Linked DNA regions of Sus scrofa: region 1 is linked to region 2. A link is a contact called in public promoter capture Hi-C data. All regions are on one chromosome and are shown on one strand. Each heading gives the region's core, a stretch centred on a gene start, on an enhancer-like site or on the middle of the called end of the contact. The rest is flanking DNA. Distances are from core to core; before and after follow the strand shown.

Region 1 (6,739 bases), core at 1,123-3,622, 1.1 Mb after region 2:
ATGCACCAACATTTTAGAAATAAGAGTTCACTGATAGAATGTTATAACAAATAAAAAAAGGTGGTGGGTTATCTTTCCTATTTGGTTTTCTTTCCTTTCAAGACACTGGCATGTTTACCTTGTGTATGTTTTACTTTTCTTCTTTTTTTATTTATTACCTTTTATAAGGCCGCACCTGTAGCATATCAAAGTTCCTGGCCTCAGGGTCAAATTGGAGCTGCAGCTGAAGCCTATGTCACAGCCACAGCCACAGCCACACTGGATCCCAATAGCATGTGCAACCTATGACACAGCTTACAGCAACACCAGATCCTTAATCCACTGAGAGAGGCCAGGGATCAAGCCCAAATCCTCAGGAACAGTATGTCAGTTTCTTAACTGGCTGAGCCACAAAGAGAACTCCCTTTACTTGTCTTCTTGATTGCAAATAACATCTGTCAATGATCATGAACTTCTTTTCTATATGAATAGAGAGAACTGAACACTTGGATTATGAAAACTTACCCAATTTCTTCTATCCTTACTGCATTTGGTATGATGAGCTCTTAATAAATACTCTGTAGAGGGGGACCTAGTAAAAAAAAATTCTCTCATGACTTTAGTCTCACCCAACTTTTATAGTTACCTAATATGATTATGGACAGTGTTCCTCTAGGCCTATAAAAACCAAGTTCCCTCAAAACCAAGTTTTACCACCTAGAAATCTCTTTGCATCCCTTTCCATAATGGCACTCGGTCACACTCTTCAGGAGACATCCACATTTGAATTCATCTGAAAGGAAATCCTGCCAGCCCCTTTCCACAGGCCCTCTGTACACCCCCTAACACTCAAAAAACTGAAATTTTAAGGGGAAGCATCTTAATTGGAACGGATATGATTTTAAAACACTAGGGAAAACATGAATAGTATTTTGAACACAAATTTTGATAGCAAGAGTTTAGAAAGAGTTGATGATGGAGAGGTTTCTAAGAGTGAAGTCCTGAATGTATCTGACAAGGCTTAGGAACAAACTGTGTTCCTGAAATGAAACGATTTCTTCACAAAATGCTAAATTCTCAAAGCCCCTAAGTTTTAGGGTTTGGGGTGAAGGCAGCAGTTTTCAGTTTCCAGTATTAGTTCAACATATGTTTCACAAAAATATAAAGTATGGCTCTGAATTAAAACATGCACTTTCACCCCTGGCAAGCACAATGTTTCAGTTTGGGTCAAGATGGGTCTCTGGTTATCACCAGTAGCACTTAGGTCAAAGTTCATTATACTTTGGCCATTAGTTACCGCAAAAATCATAAAATCATTTCACAGGGCCCTGAGAAAAAATATGTTGAAGAGGTTTGCTGAAGCCTCCCTGAAGGGTTCCCCTACCAAACAGTTCCTGTTCCTAGTTTTTTTTTTTTTTTTTTTTTTTAGGGCCACACCAGCAGCCTATGAAAGTTTCTGGGCTAGGGGTCCAATCGGAGCTACAGTTGCTGGCCTACACCACAGCCACAGCAATGCCAGATCCTAGCCGCATCTGTGAACCTACACTACAGCTCATGGCAATGCCAAATTCTTAGCCCACTGAGCAAGGCCAGGGATCAAACCCAAATTCTCATGGTTCCTAGTCGGGTTCATTAACTGTTGAGCCACGACGGAAACTCCCTTACTTGTAATTATTATCATAACCCTCAAACTGAGTATTTCTTAACTTTGGTCTTGTAACTATGAAAACGCTCCCTGACAGTGCTAAATGCCTAGTTGTGCATACTATGCATCTAGGAGGTAGATTTTTTTTTCCCATCAACATCATTATACTGATGTCTGCGGAATGCAATGTAAGGAAGTGTAACTCCCTTGCCAAAGATATAAAAGCGGTTAAATACAGGAAACGTTCACAAGTCCTGAGTGAATAATTGCTGTTATCGATTTACGGCAGAATTATTTAGAAAGCTGTGCCAGGTCTAACGGGGAAATCGGGACCGCCTTAAAGGCTCTCGCATGGTGGTCTCCCAGAGTCCCAAGGGGCCTTGGCCTCTGGGAGTCTCCCCAGAAAAATAAAGGCTCAGAGGGGAGTGCCATGAACTTTGACCCCAACACAGCGCAAACAAGGACGACCGCACCCGAGGCGGGCCAGTGGGTGAGTGAAGTTGCAAGGTCTTCCGCGTCTGAGGAAACCCCGCCCCTCCCGGTCCCGCCCACATTCAACTCCGCCAATCCTCAAGCACCATCGACAGCTCTGCTTCCAAGGCACCTCCAATCAAGTACCTATATCTGGCCCTAAGTCTGTGCCCCGCGATCAGGGAAGGTCAGTAGAGAGCCTATTGGAGCCTGGCTGGGGGCGTGGTCAGGGGCAGGGGGCGGGCGGACTTGGGACGGCGGGGCGGAGCGCGCTCGGCGCAGTCGGGTGCGATTGGCCATCCCTGGCAGGAGCCGCACCTCGGACAGCAGCAGCGGCTGCAGCGGGAGGGTCCGTGTGGCGCCCAGGGGCGGCGGCGGCGGCGGCGGCGGCGGCGGTGGGGTCCTGCGTGCAAGAGTGGCACCCGACGCGGAAACCGCGAGCGGAGGCTCTGCGCAGCCGGACCCGTAGCTTACCGACCGGACCTGGGGATCTTCCCGGGAACAAGCGGCAGAAGAGCGATTCGGGAACAAGTGTGGGAGAGGAAGCGGCGGCGGCGACGCCGGGCCCCGGGGTGGTGACAGCAGGTCTGAGGTGAGAGCACCGGGGCGCAGGGAGGTGACAGTGAGCCGGGGCGAAGGAACTCAGGGCGGAGTGGGGTCGGCGAGGGACCGAGTGAGGGAGTTTCGGCAGCGGGTTTGACAGTTCTGGCTGAGGAGTCTCGGAGAGGGGCCGCCCCGCGTTTCTGAGAGGAGGACCCTGAGAGGGCTTGGGACATCGGGTGTGGTGGAAGGGGACCCGAGAGAGGCCGGGACAGCGGACCAGAGGGGGGGCCCTGAGGGGAAATGGAACGATGGGTCTGAGGGGAGACCTCAAGAGGGACCGGAACAGTGCGTCTGAGGGGAGACCCCAAGAGGGACCGGGATAGAGAGACTCAAGGGAAGGGTCCCTGAAATGGGCCAGGACAGCGGGTCTGAGCCGCAAGGGGACCCCGAGAGGGCTTGAGGCAGCAGGTGTGATGGGGGACTCCGAGAGGGACTGGGGCAGTGGCTGTGACGTGAGGCGCACCCCGAGGGGGCTGGGACCCAGGTCTGAGTTGGGACCCGGGGGCTACCCGTGGAGGCGCGGCCCAGCCCCTCGTGGGTGACTATAGGGGCCTGGGTCCCGGTCGCGGCGCCAGGCGAGTCGGGGCAGCTGGCCGCCGCTCCCCGGGTGCAGTCAGCCGAGCTTCCTAAGGGCGGAGTGGGAGACTGGGGGCCGCCTGAGCCCCCGTGACTCTGTGGGAGACTCTGGGGAACGGGGATTATGTAATGAGCCGTCTCCTACTCTAACGCGCAGGCTGGAGGGTCGGGCCGAAGCATAGGAATCTTGGAAAGGGCTGGAGCGAGGGACCGCCGGACCTCTGCTCGCTGGCCCCCTGGCTTCGCGTTTGTTTCTCCGAGTTGGGCGTGGATGCCTTGAAAGTGAAGCTTCCTGACCTCGATAGCTTCATCAGAAAGTGAAAAGTTGGAAAGGGCTTCTTTAACTCTCCACAAACCAGTGGCAAGGGAAAGGGACCCTTTTGGAGATCCAGGTTTTGGACTGGTGAGGCTGTTTTGATAGACTCTTGTCTTTCTCACTTTCAACTAAGCAAGGAGCTGACAAACTTACTCAGGTTTGTCAGCACATCAGTATCAGTGTTTACGATGCAGACTTACAGGAACTGCATACTAAGTTTCACTGTTTATCTTCGTGTGTTGGAAAGACATTTGGAAGGTCAAACTAAATTTTGAAAAGAGGTATTGGAGTCGCTAAACTAACAGCATTTTCCAATTAGATTCTTCATCCTGAAAAGCCACCAGGACTGAGCTTTAGGCGTAATTCTGGGACAAGCTGAAAGAGAAAAGCCTATTTAAACCAGACACTTTATGCCCTGGTGGGAGGCAAGTGTGTGTCTATTAAAATGCTGAAACAAACAGTGGAAAGCAATGGGGGGTGGGAATTGGGGTGCAGCCTCCTACCTTGATGGATGTGAAAATTAATGACGGGGCTAGTTGTTCAGAGTATTTAGGATATGTTAATACCGCCCTGACTACCTTTCTAATATTCTCCTGAATGCACATGCTTTGTTATGGTTGTACTCTGCAGTTTGGCATTTGAATTTTTAACCTCTTTTTCTCTATTGGTGTGTTGCTTCTCCTCACCCCTTATCTTTGTGACGGGTTCTTTTTTCACGGAAGCAGACTTAGAAAATGATGGTTTGGGGAAAATACCAGGAGATGTAATTACTCTATCATTTTGTAGTTATTTAGATATCTTCTTTGTTTCAGGTTTATAATACTGTCTTATTAGAAGCCTTTGCCCATGTTCAGTAATGTGCAGCTTCCACTAAGGGGAAGAAAGAAATGTTGTATTATTTCCCAAAGACATAATGTAGAAGGCTTACATTGAACTGCCTATTTAAAACCCAAGACAAAAAATACTGAAGGCATCTTACATCAGGGTGATAATAAGTAGAGGGAATGTGTCATTTGAGGAATTTTATTTAATATTACCTGATACAGAACAGTTCTTATATGCTCTCAAGGAGTGTGGAGCTTGATGTGGTTATGAAAATTCCACCCACTAGACCTCCTTCCCTAAGAAACAGAAATTATGGAGATGAGAGGAACAATAACAGGAAATACACAAATACAAACTTAAAATATGAGACACTATATTTAAGATGTGTTAAGTGTAACTTTTTTACATTACATTTATTTTTCCAGAACCCTAGGTAGAATTCAAGTAAAAATAAGGTCACTGAACTCAAGAGGTTATTTGCAAGGAGCATATGTGTTCCTTATTGTAGTGCATGTAACAGGTGAAATGGTCTTTGAAAGGATTGGGAATCTCAGTACCAATAATTCTGCTAAGTGATAGAAATATTTGAGCAGATAAGCTCTTCCGTCATGCTTGTTAGCTTATTTCTGTTTGGTAAAAATGGTAGTTTCTCAAGACAAAACGTTAAATTTAATTCCTCTGGAGAAAAGAAAGTGTTCTGATACTCCCAAGTGATTACTAAAGCAGTAATTTCAGGGAGTTCCTGTCGTGGCTCAGTGGTTAACGAATCTGACTAGGAACCATGGGGTTGTGGGTTCGATATCTGGCCTCACTCAGTGGGTTAAGGATCCGGCGTGAGCTGTGGTGTAGGTTGCAGATGCGGTTCGGATTTGGCGTTGCTGTGGTTCTGGCGTAGGGCAGCAGCTACGGCCCCAATTCGACCCCTAGCCTGGGAACCTCCATATGCCGCGGGTGCGGCCCTAGAAAAGGCAAAACAAACAAAATAATAATAATAATAATAAAATAAAAATAAAGCAGTCATTTCAACCACAGTATATTATAGTATTGATCCAGAGACCATGAAGGGAGAGTCATTGTAATCGAATTTTTAGTGATAGGAAGGGCCGATAGTAACTGTTTATTCCTAGGCAAATGGAGTTGGGGTGGGGGAGTTGGTTAGGAAGGTAGGGATGCAGTGGGAATTTATTTTCAATGGTTTCACAAAATAAAACTACATTTTGAGAAACTATTAATATGTAAATTCATTACACCTATGCCCATTTTAACTTTCTTTTCAATTGAAAAATATAATAAAAAGAGATTAAGAAGGAGCCTCACACTTCCATATGAATGGTTATGGCCACCACAGAATGCAAATTCTTTTTTTTTTTTTTTTTTTTTTTTTTTGTCTTTTTGCCATTTCTTGGGCCACTCCCACGGCATATAGAGTTTCCCAGGCTAGGGGTCCAATCGGAGCTGTAGCCGCCGGCCTACACCACAGCCACAACCACACGGGATCCGAGCCACATCTGCGACCTACACCACAGCTCACGGCAACGCTGGATCCTTAATCCACTGAGCAAGGGCAGGGATAGAACCCGCAACCTCATGGTTCCTAGTTGGATTCGTTAACCACTGTGCCACAACGGGAACTCCCAGAATGCAAATTCTTTTTGGTTTAGGGTTCTTAAACTATTCTTAGTCTTAGTTCAGGAGGATTCAAGTACTGCCCAGTAAATACAATAACCCATTTTATACTTTCTTTACCACTTGAGTCATATACAGTCAAACCATTGTAATCTTAGAGTCTACCTTGATATCTAATTTGGCTTAATGTTTAAGCCAACCTGAATAAAAGTTCTCATTGCTTGCCAGTGTTCATACTTGTTGGTTTCAGTGGTAGGGGAGAATGAATGAAAAGTAACTCTTGGTACTTTTACTTTAGAGTCTCTTTATTTAGAGTTTAGTTTAGAGCCATTAAAAGTATCTTTCCTTTTATAATCTTTTCATCCAGTTTTTCTTTCTTCCCTCCCCTAAAAAGAAAACAGACTGGCAAACAGAAAGCAAGCTTCCCTCTAAAAGAGTTTTGTGACTCTCCTAAGAGAAGACTTCTTTTCAGTCTTAAGTGAGTCCTATCAAGCAGAGAGAATAGTTACCAGTAGTGTTAAGGGATATGTACAGTTGCATTTCTGCGTGGGGATTTGTTTGTGATTATTTAGCTTTAACATCCATTTAATTAGTTACTTTGTCATTTGTGAGGATACATTAAAAGTTTGTTTCTATTTCTTAAACTCAGACTCACCTTAGTTAAAAAAAAATTAGTTATGTTTAACTGTAGTTATGAA
Region 2 (7,015 bases), core at 291-2,790:
CAGGCAATTAGCCTAATGGACAGTGATGATTAACAAGCAAGCGGATGGTAACAGAATGCGTGTGTGTGGGGGAGGAGGGTCATCTTTTTCAAACTGACTTTGTTGCACTGCCCTTTAAGGAATTTTTTTTTTTTTTTTTTTTTTTTTTAAGGGTATACATATACCTATCAGCTGCTAGAATCACTAAATGTCCTTGGACTGGGCCCTGCCTTCTAGAAAGAGACCACATGATGCTTAGCAGGAAAGTAGCTGAAGCAGGAATGAAGATTTTTGTCTTCAGAGTTTTTTAAGAGTTAACAAGCCGACTGAGGCAGGATGCCCAAATGTGGCCTGCAAAAACATTTGCTTTGGCAAACATCAACATTAAACATTAAGTTTAAGTCATATTTAAACAACAGGAGAGAGAAGCTGAGTAGCAACTGGCTGCCTCCTTCAGACTAATACTTCACTTACTGACCTCCAGAAGTCAAATTACTTTTCTATGCCTGCTCTAAAGCGTGAACCACAAGTTTAGGCAACACTAAAGATCTCTGGGAACTGCGGTCAGCTGGTGAACACTACTATCACCTTACAGGTGTTCTGCCTTATCTCCAAAATTGAGGATAAACTGCAAAACTATTACAAAAAACGCCCGTGTGCATGAAAGTGGTAAAAGATTTCTCAAAGCTCTGAAATTAATTATACCTAAGAGAAAAGGAGCGACTAGAGCTCAATTACTGCTAACTCCACGATCTTAATTAATTAAGGATTTGAACCTGTCCCAGAGCTGCCTTTGCCTTAATGATGTTAAACGAAGTGAAATCCTCCTCCCTCGGGGTGACTTTGTCTTATCGATAATTCGACACAGGTTCCTGGGTTACTAAAAGGGCCATCTGGATTTTAAGTGCATAGTGTGAAGTATCACAGCTCTCTGACTTCTGATCATTAGGGGAATATGGCGGGAGGATCTAGTAGCTCTCAAAAGAAATTAAGGAGAAACGGATCCCTCCACCCCCATTACCTTACCTTAATTTCCTCGGAGTGGTAGAGGTCAGCGTCCTCAGGGCTGTCCATCAAGATTTTGGGCCGGTCCCCATCCTTGGAGCCCCCCGAACTGTCCCTTCGGGGAGTCTTGTGACCCCCTTGCCGGTCCAGCGCAGCGCGCTCACTGCTCGTATTACCCATCGCGGGGGTTTACGTGGACACCGGGAAGCCGGACCGAGCCTCTGCCCAGAGAAGGGACCGGGGACTCCCGGGACCTCCACCAGGACCCGGGAGAGTCGGAGCACCGGGTACCACACCCCTCAGAATAGGGTTCGAAGTTGGGATCCGGCCTGAATTTGGCCGGCAGGGCTGGCGAGGTCTCACAATCGCGCTTTACCTGCTCAATCAGCCGAGGGGAGAAGGGGAACCTACCAAGCTCCAAAGACAAGCCGACACTTAACCAACAACTCCCCCCACCTCTTAGGAACTTCCGCTTCCGGCACTTCCTCAAGTCGGCGGGGGCCACCGGGTGGGGGGTGGCTGCGCTCTGAGAAGAGCGCCAGGCAAACGGACCTCACTTCCGCTTCCGGTCTACGTCCGTGCGTTTACTAGCCCCAGACCGCCCCTGCGGGTTTCGGGGAGCGCTGTCGCAGTTGACCGCTCCGGCCGCCCGGGACGAGGCTGCTGAGGGCCGGCAGGGGGTGCTGAAGCGCGCCGGCCATGTGGGACGTCCTCCCCACGCTGGGATGAATGATGGTGTTAGATACCCTGGTTATCTTTGCCCACTTAAAGTTGATTCTTCCCTTTACAGCCAAAGGGGTCGTTCTAAAAGGCATATTTAGTTAAGCGATTCCTTAAAGATCTTTCATGTGCTCGCTCTCACACCTTTGAGTGTGTTAGAATCACCTGGAGTGCCTGTTTAAGATGCAGATTCACTTGCCCCTAATTCCTGGGAATTGTGATTCTGAAGCTCTGGCCTGGGATCTGCATTTTAATAAGCACACCAGGTGATTCTGATGCAAGTAGTCCTGCAGGTGTTTGAGATAATGACAGACCATAAGCTCTCTGGAAATTTCTCACATCTAGTATCTTGTGGGTGGGGGTGTGTGCATAAAAGGCAGGAGAAACACGGAGACAGAGTAAAGGAGAAAAAAGCTAGTTTTTATTGCTTTGCCAGGCAAACGAAGCTACAGCAGCCTAATCCCTTAAAGACTGTGCCATCCCTTGGGGGGAAATTGAAGGGAATTTTATAGTCTAAAAGGAGAAAAACAAGGTTCCAGATAAGAGACAGGATTCTTCTTACTTTGGGGGAATCTTGGTCATCAAAGTGGGAATCAGGAGATCTCGGCATGATCACCGTCTTCTGGGTTATTGCTGAGAATAACATTACTTGTGAAAAGGGCATATTGATCAGAGATTAGAACTAGGAAAGTTCCTGGAAAACATCACAGCTAATAATCTTTAACTCACAGGCAATTGTGTTCAGGGTGCCTAAACTTTAGTTTACAGGTGATTGTGTTTAGGATGAAATCAAGTGAGGGAGAAGCACAAGGAAGGGCTCTAAGGTGTTCAGTTTTAAAGTATTCATTTCCAAAGGAAGCATAAAGAATATAACTTTTCTCTTGGTATATAAGACGCCTGCATCATTATGTGTATCCCTTGAGAGGGAACCAGAATCCTGCCCCAAGGCTGTACCATTGTTGCTTGACTGATTCTCTCTTTGTCTCTCCTTCCTTCCCTGATCAGTAGGTGTCTGAACCTGCCCCTTGGAACTCAGGGAAGGCCAACAAGGCTGAATGAGGCACATTTCATAAAAACAAGAAATTGGGGACACAGAAAAGTTTTTGTGCCTATGAGCCCCACAGGGCCCTGCTTGGTTACATTATTAATGTATTTTCAAAAAACTGAGGGGTGCACAACCTTTTGATAGGCAGTTTTGCAAGATATTTAAAAATCACTTTGAACACATCATTCTACACAAAATGCATTTATTTATTAGTGTTTGTCATTTACTACGGCCAGTCCTTCAGCAAAGAGTGTGTATACATATGGTACTAAAATATTCTAATCTTCTCATTTGTTAGTCACTGTTAGATTTTTTTTTTTTTTGTTATTGGCAGTATGTGTGTGTGTGTGTTTGCATGTGGAGTATTTCAAAATTCTTTGCATTTGCTGCGCCTAGTCATGCATTTTGTCCACTGAACATTTATTTGGTACCTACAAAATGCCAGACATGTGTGAAGTAAATGGAAGACACAGATTATTAAGATATGGCCTCCTGGAGGAGAGTTTAGCAGTATTTATCAAAAAACACAGGAGTTTCCATCGTGGCGCAGCCAAAACAAATCCGACTAGGAACCATGAGGTCCCTGGTTCTATCCCTGGTCTCACTCAGTGGGTTAAGGACCCGGCATTGCCATGAGCTATGGTGTAGGTCCAAGACATGGCTTGGATCCTGCATTGCTATGGCTGTGGCGTAGGCCGGCAGCTGCAGCTCCGCTTAACCCCTAGCCTGGGAACCTCCATATGCCATGGGTGCGGCCCTAAAAAGACAAAAATAAAATAAAAAACACACCTTCATTCTGGTGCACAATTTTATGGCTAGGGAATATCTACAGAAATACACATGTGAAAATTATATGCAAACATGTTTATTTGCAGCCTCATTTCTAATAATATGTTAATTCTCACATGCACATTTTGATCTCTCTGAAACAGGATGCTTCTTACAATCAATGGAATCTTAGATTTGATGAAATGAGGAAATGAGAAGCTGCAGAATTCTAAAAAGTTTGTCAGTAGAATAGCTAAATGAATTAAATACATTCATTTTTATGGACTAACGAGCAACTTTTAAAAGAGAGGATAGGGAGTTCTTGTCGTGGCTCAGTGGAAGCAAATATGACTAGTATCCATGAGGACACAGGTTTGATCCCTGGCCTCCCTCAGTGGGTTAAGGATCCGGCATTGCCATGAGCTGTGGTATAGGTTGTAGATGCAGCTCAGATCCTGTGTTGCTATGGCTGTGGTGCAGGCCGGCAGCTGTAGCTCCGATTGGACCCCTAGCCTGGGAAACTCCATATACTGTGAGTACAGCCCTAAAAAGCCAAAAAAAAAAAAAGGGGGGGGTGGGCTAGGATATAGAATTATGTGGCAACTATGGAGAAATGTCTATGAAATTCCAAATCCCAAAGCAAGGGGCAGAACAGGAAGTTAACAACCTGAGCTCAGAATCAGCCTGCCTGGGTTCAAATTCTGGCCTTGCCACTTAAAAACTGTCACCTGGTTTCTTCTTTTGTGACATGGGGAATAAAACTAACACCTAGGCTTGTTTTGTGATTTAATTGAGAACCTGTATGAAAAGCACCTGACCCTTAGTAACCACTTAATAAACATTAGCCCTTTCCTTAGCATCATTAGGCTTGCAAATAGGAAGTTCTGGAAAGATATACAACAGGCTGTTAATAGTGGTCCCCTCTTAGAAGAGGAGTTGATTGGAAACAGGGGCAGATAGGGGATTTTCACTTTTTAGCTTTCTGTTTGAAAATATTTCTACTATGAGGCTCTACTACTTTTGTAATTTAAAAACATTCTTAAAAAATACAAAAACAGAGTTCCCATAGTGGCTCAGTGAACTGGACTATGTATGAACTGGACTAGTATCCATGAAGACTCAGGCTTGATCCCTGGCCTCACTCAGTGGGTTAAGGATCCAGCAGTACCGTGAGATGTGGCTTGGATCCCGAGTTGCTGTGGCTGTGGTGTAGGCCAGCGGCTGCAGCTCCAATTTGACCCCTAGCCTGGGAACTTGCATAAGCCATGGTGCGGCCGTTTAAAAAAAAAAAAAAGGAATCTATAGGATAGAGATGGAAGCAGACTCATAGAAAGGCAGCAATACAGGTAAACAAGAGATTCTAGGGAAGCTTGAACAGGATTTAAGCCAGGCCAGTGGATAACCCAGAATACATTCTATGATCTGTTTTTATTGCTCACAATAGGCGATGAAGAAACCATAGATATAAATACATTGATCTTTGGGTTCTTCCCCAAATAACATGAGAGATAAGGAAGAACAAGATAAGGTGAGTCGTGGACCACTAATCTGAACTATGCAAATGCTTTAATGCCTAAAGAAAATTTCAAGACTTCTACTCTGGTTTGAATAAGATAGTGATAGCCTAAGGTTTTCAACCAGTGAGAAAGCCCAGTAACTGGGATTGTATAGGTGTGCCCTGTGCAGGGGTGCCTACACTAGGAGGGAAGTAGGTCCTGAGGTTCCATCTGCCTGGAGGAATGAATGCCTTTTTCTAATTCGTACAAATGCAGCCATATGGATGAACAGTGGTCCTGGCCTCTCTCCAAAAGAAACATCTGAGCATGAGAACCAGAGGTAGCTATGTAAGATCTCTTCCTACTTAGCGTGTCTAACACACAAGACAGTAGGGATAAGAAACACCGAAATTTCAGAAAGGACCATTTTTGCCTTCAGTGAGCTCATTAAAAAAAGTTTGTGTCTATTATTGCACTATATGAAAGCAGATATAGATGGATTTACATCAAATTTGGAGGAAAAAATTTGGGACAGTCTGGCTTATAATGCTACACTATGTTCTCAAAACTGACTCTGGGGCATATTCAGGGAGATCTCAAAGAGATAAAGTTGAGTACAATAAGGTGTCTGTAACTGCTGAAGGAGGAGTCTTGCCACATTGTATTAAGAATTCATGGGGAGTTCCCTCTGTGGTACAGTGGGTTTTGGTCTAAAGATAATGAAGGAAAGTGTGACAATTCCTAGCAAAATTTAAATGGTCCTCACCCTTTGATTCAAACATTTTACTTCTAGGAATTTAACCAACAGATATACTTATGCACGAGCAAAATGATGAAAGACAGAGTCATCCATTGCAGTATTTGCATATGTGCAAGAGGAAACCGTTGGACACAGCCTATGTGTCCACCAGTAGAGGATGGGCTAAATAAATCATGACATAGCCATGCAATGGCAAGCCATATAGCCTTAAAAAAATGAGGAAATGCTATACACTGACATGAATCAATATCCAAGGTATATCAATAAGGAGGAGAAAAATAGTGCAGAAATTATCAAAACATTGTAAATCAACTATATTTCAATAAAATTTTTTAAAATGAAAAAAAAAAGTACGAAAAAAGAGTATGGTGCAGAACAGGGCGTCAAAGTATGCTAACACTTAGAGGGAGAAGAGAAAGAAGACATGTGTTTGCTTTAAAGGTGTGGAAGATCCGAAGAATATGATCTAGTAGGGAAGAGAAACATGAATCAAACAAGCATTGAGTAGTTATCTGTAATAAACGCTAAGAAGGAAAAATGTGACCTAGTGAGAAGGATATGATCTACCCAGGAGGTCAAGGTAGGCTTCAAGGAGGAAGTGACAATTAAGTTGAGATTTGAAGACTCTAAGTGTTAATAGTGAAGATTGTTTATCAAGCCCTATCATGTATCTGTCATTGTGCTTGATGTATCAATGCATGACCGCCCCCAGCAACAGTTCTTAGAGGGATCTCCTATTGTTATCACTCATATTTTACAGATGCAGAAACTGAAGCTCAGAAAGGTGAAATGACATGCTCAAGGTCACACAGCAAGGAAGTCATGGGACCAGTATTCAATCAAACATGGGCAACCAGACTGATACAGAAATTTAGGCATCCTTGGAGTTCCCACTGTGGTGCAGCAGGTTAAGGATCCAGGGTTGTCTCTGTGGCAGCTCGGGTTGCTGTGGAGGCATGGGTTCTATCCCCAACCCAGCACAGTGGGTTAAAGGATTGGCTTTGCCACAGCTGTGGCATAGGTTGCAGCTGCAGCTCAGATTCAGTCCCTGGCCTGGGAACTTCCATATTCCGAGTGCAGCCAAAAAAAAAAGAAAAAAAAATTGGCATTATGGACAGACCACTGGGTAATTTTCAATGGATAACAGATCATGTGGGACAGGCCAGTGGGTCAGGCAGATCAAGATTTTAAATATAATATTGCAATTGTCATTCACTGAGGGAGACCAAACTAGGTACTGTC

The links. Promoter capture Hi-C pulls out the DNA fragments that hold promoters and counts their contacts.
Region 1: a promoter capture Hi-C map of fetal skeletal muscle shows a contact between it and region 2, with 7 times the contacts expected there. The contact joins the promoter of TAOK3 here to the promoter of PRKAB1 in region 2. A contact is called at or near these places in 1 of 5 promoter capture datasets (fetal skeletal muscle), 1 of 47 Hi-C or Micro-C datasets (liver) and 1 of 2 datasets of contacts at active chromatin or transcription factors (alveolar macrophages).

Annotation. Positions count from the first base shown.
Region 1 is chr14:34,319,644-34,326,382 of Sscrofa11.1, forward strand. It overlaps TAOK3 (serine/threonine-protein kinase TAO3), which reads left to right and starts at 2,373. Exons shown (of 21, transcript XM_001924400.7): 1 at 2,373-2,687.
Region 2 is chr14:33,216,086-33,223,100 of Sscrofa11.1, forward strand. It overlaps PRKAB1 (protein kinase AMP-activated non-catalytic subunit beta 1), which reads right to left and starts at 1,541. Exons shown (of 7, transcript NM_001243621.1): 1 at 1,006-1,541. The coding sequence starts at 1,164.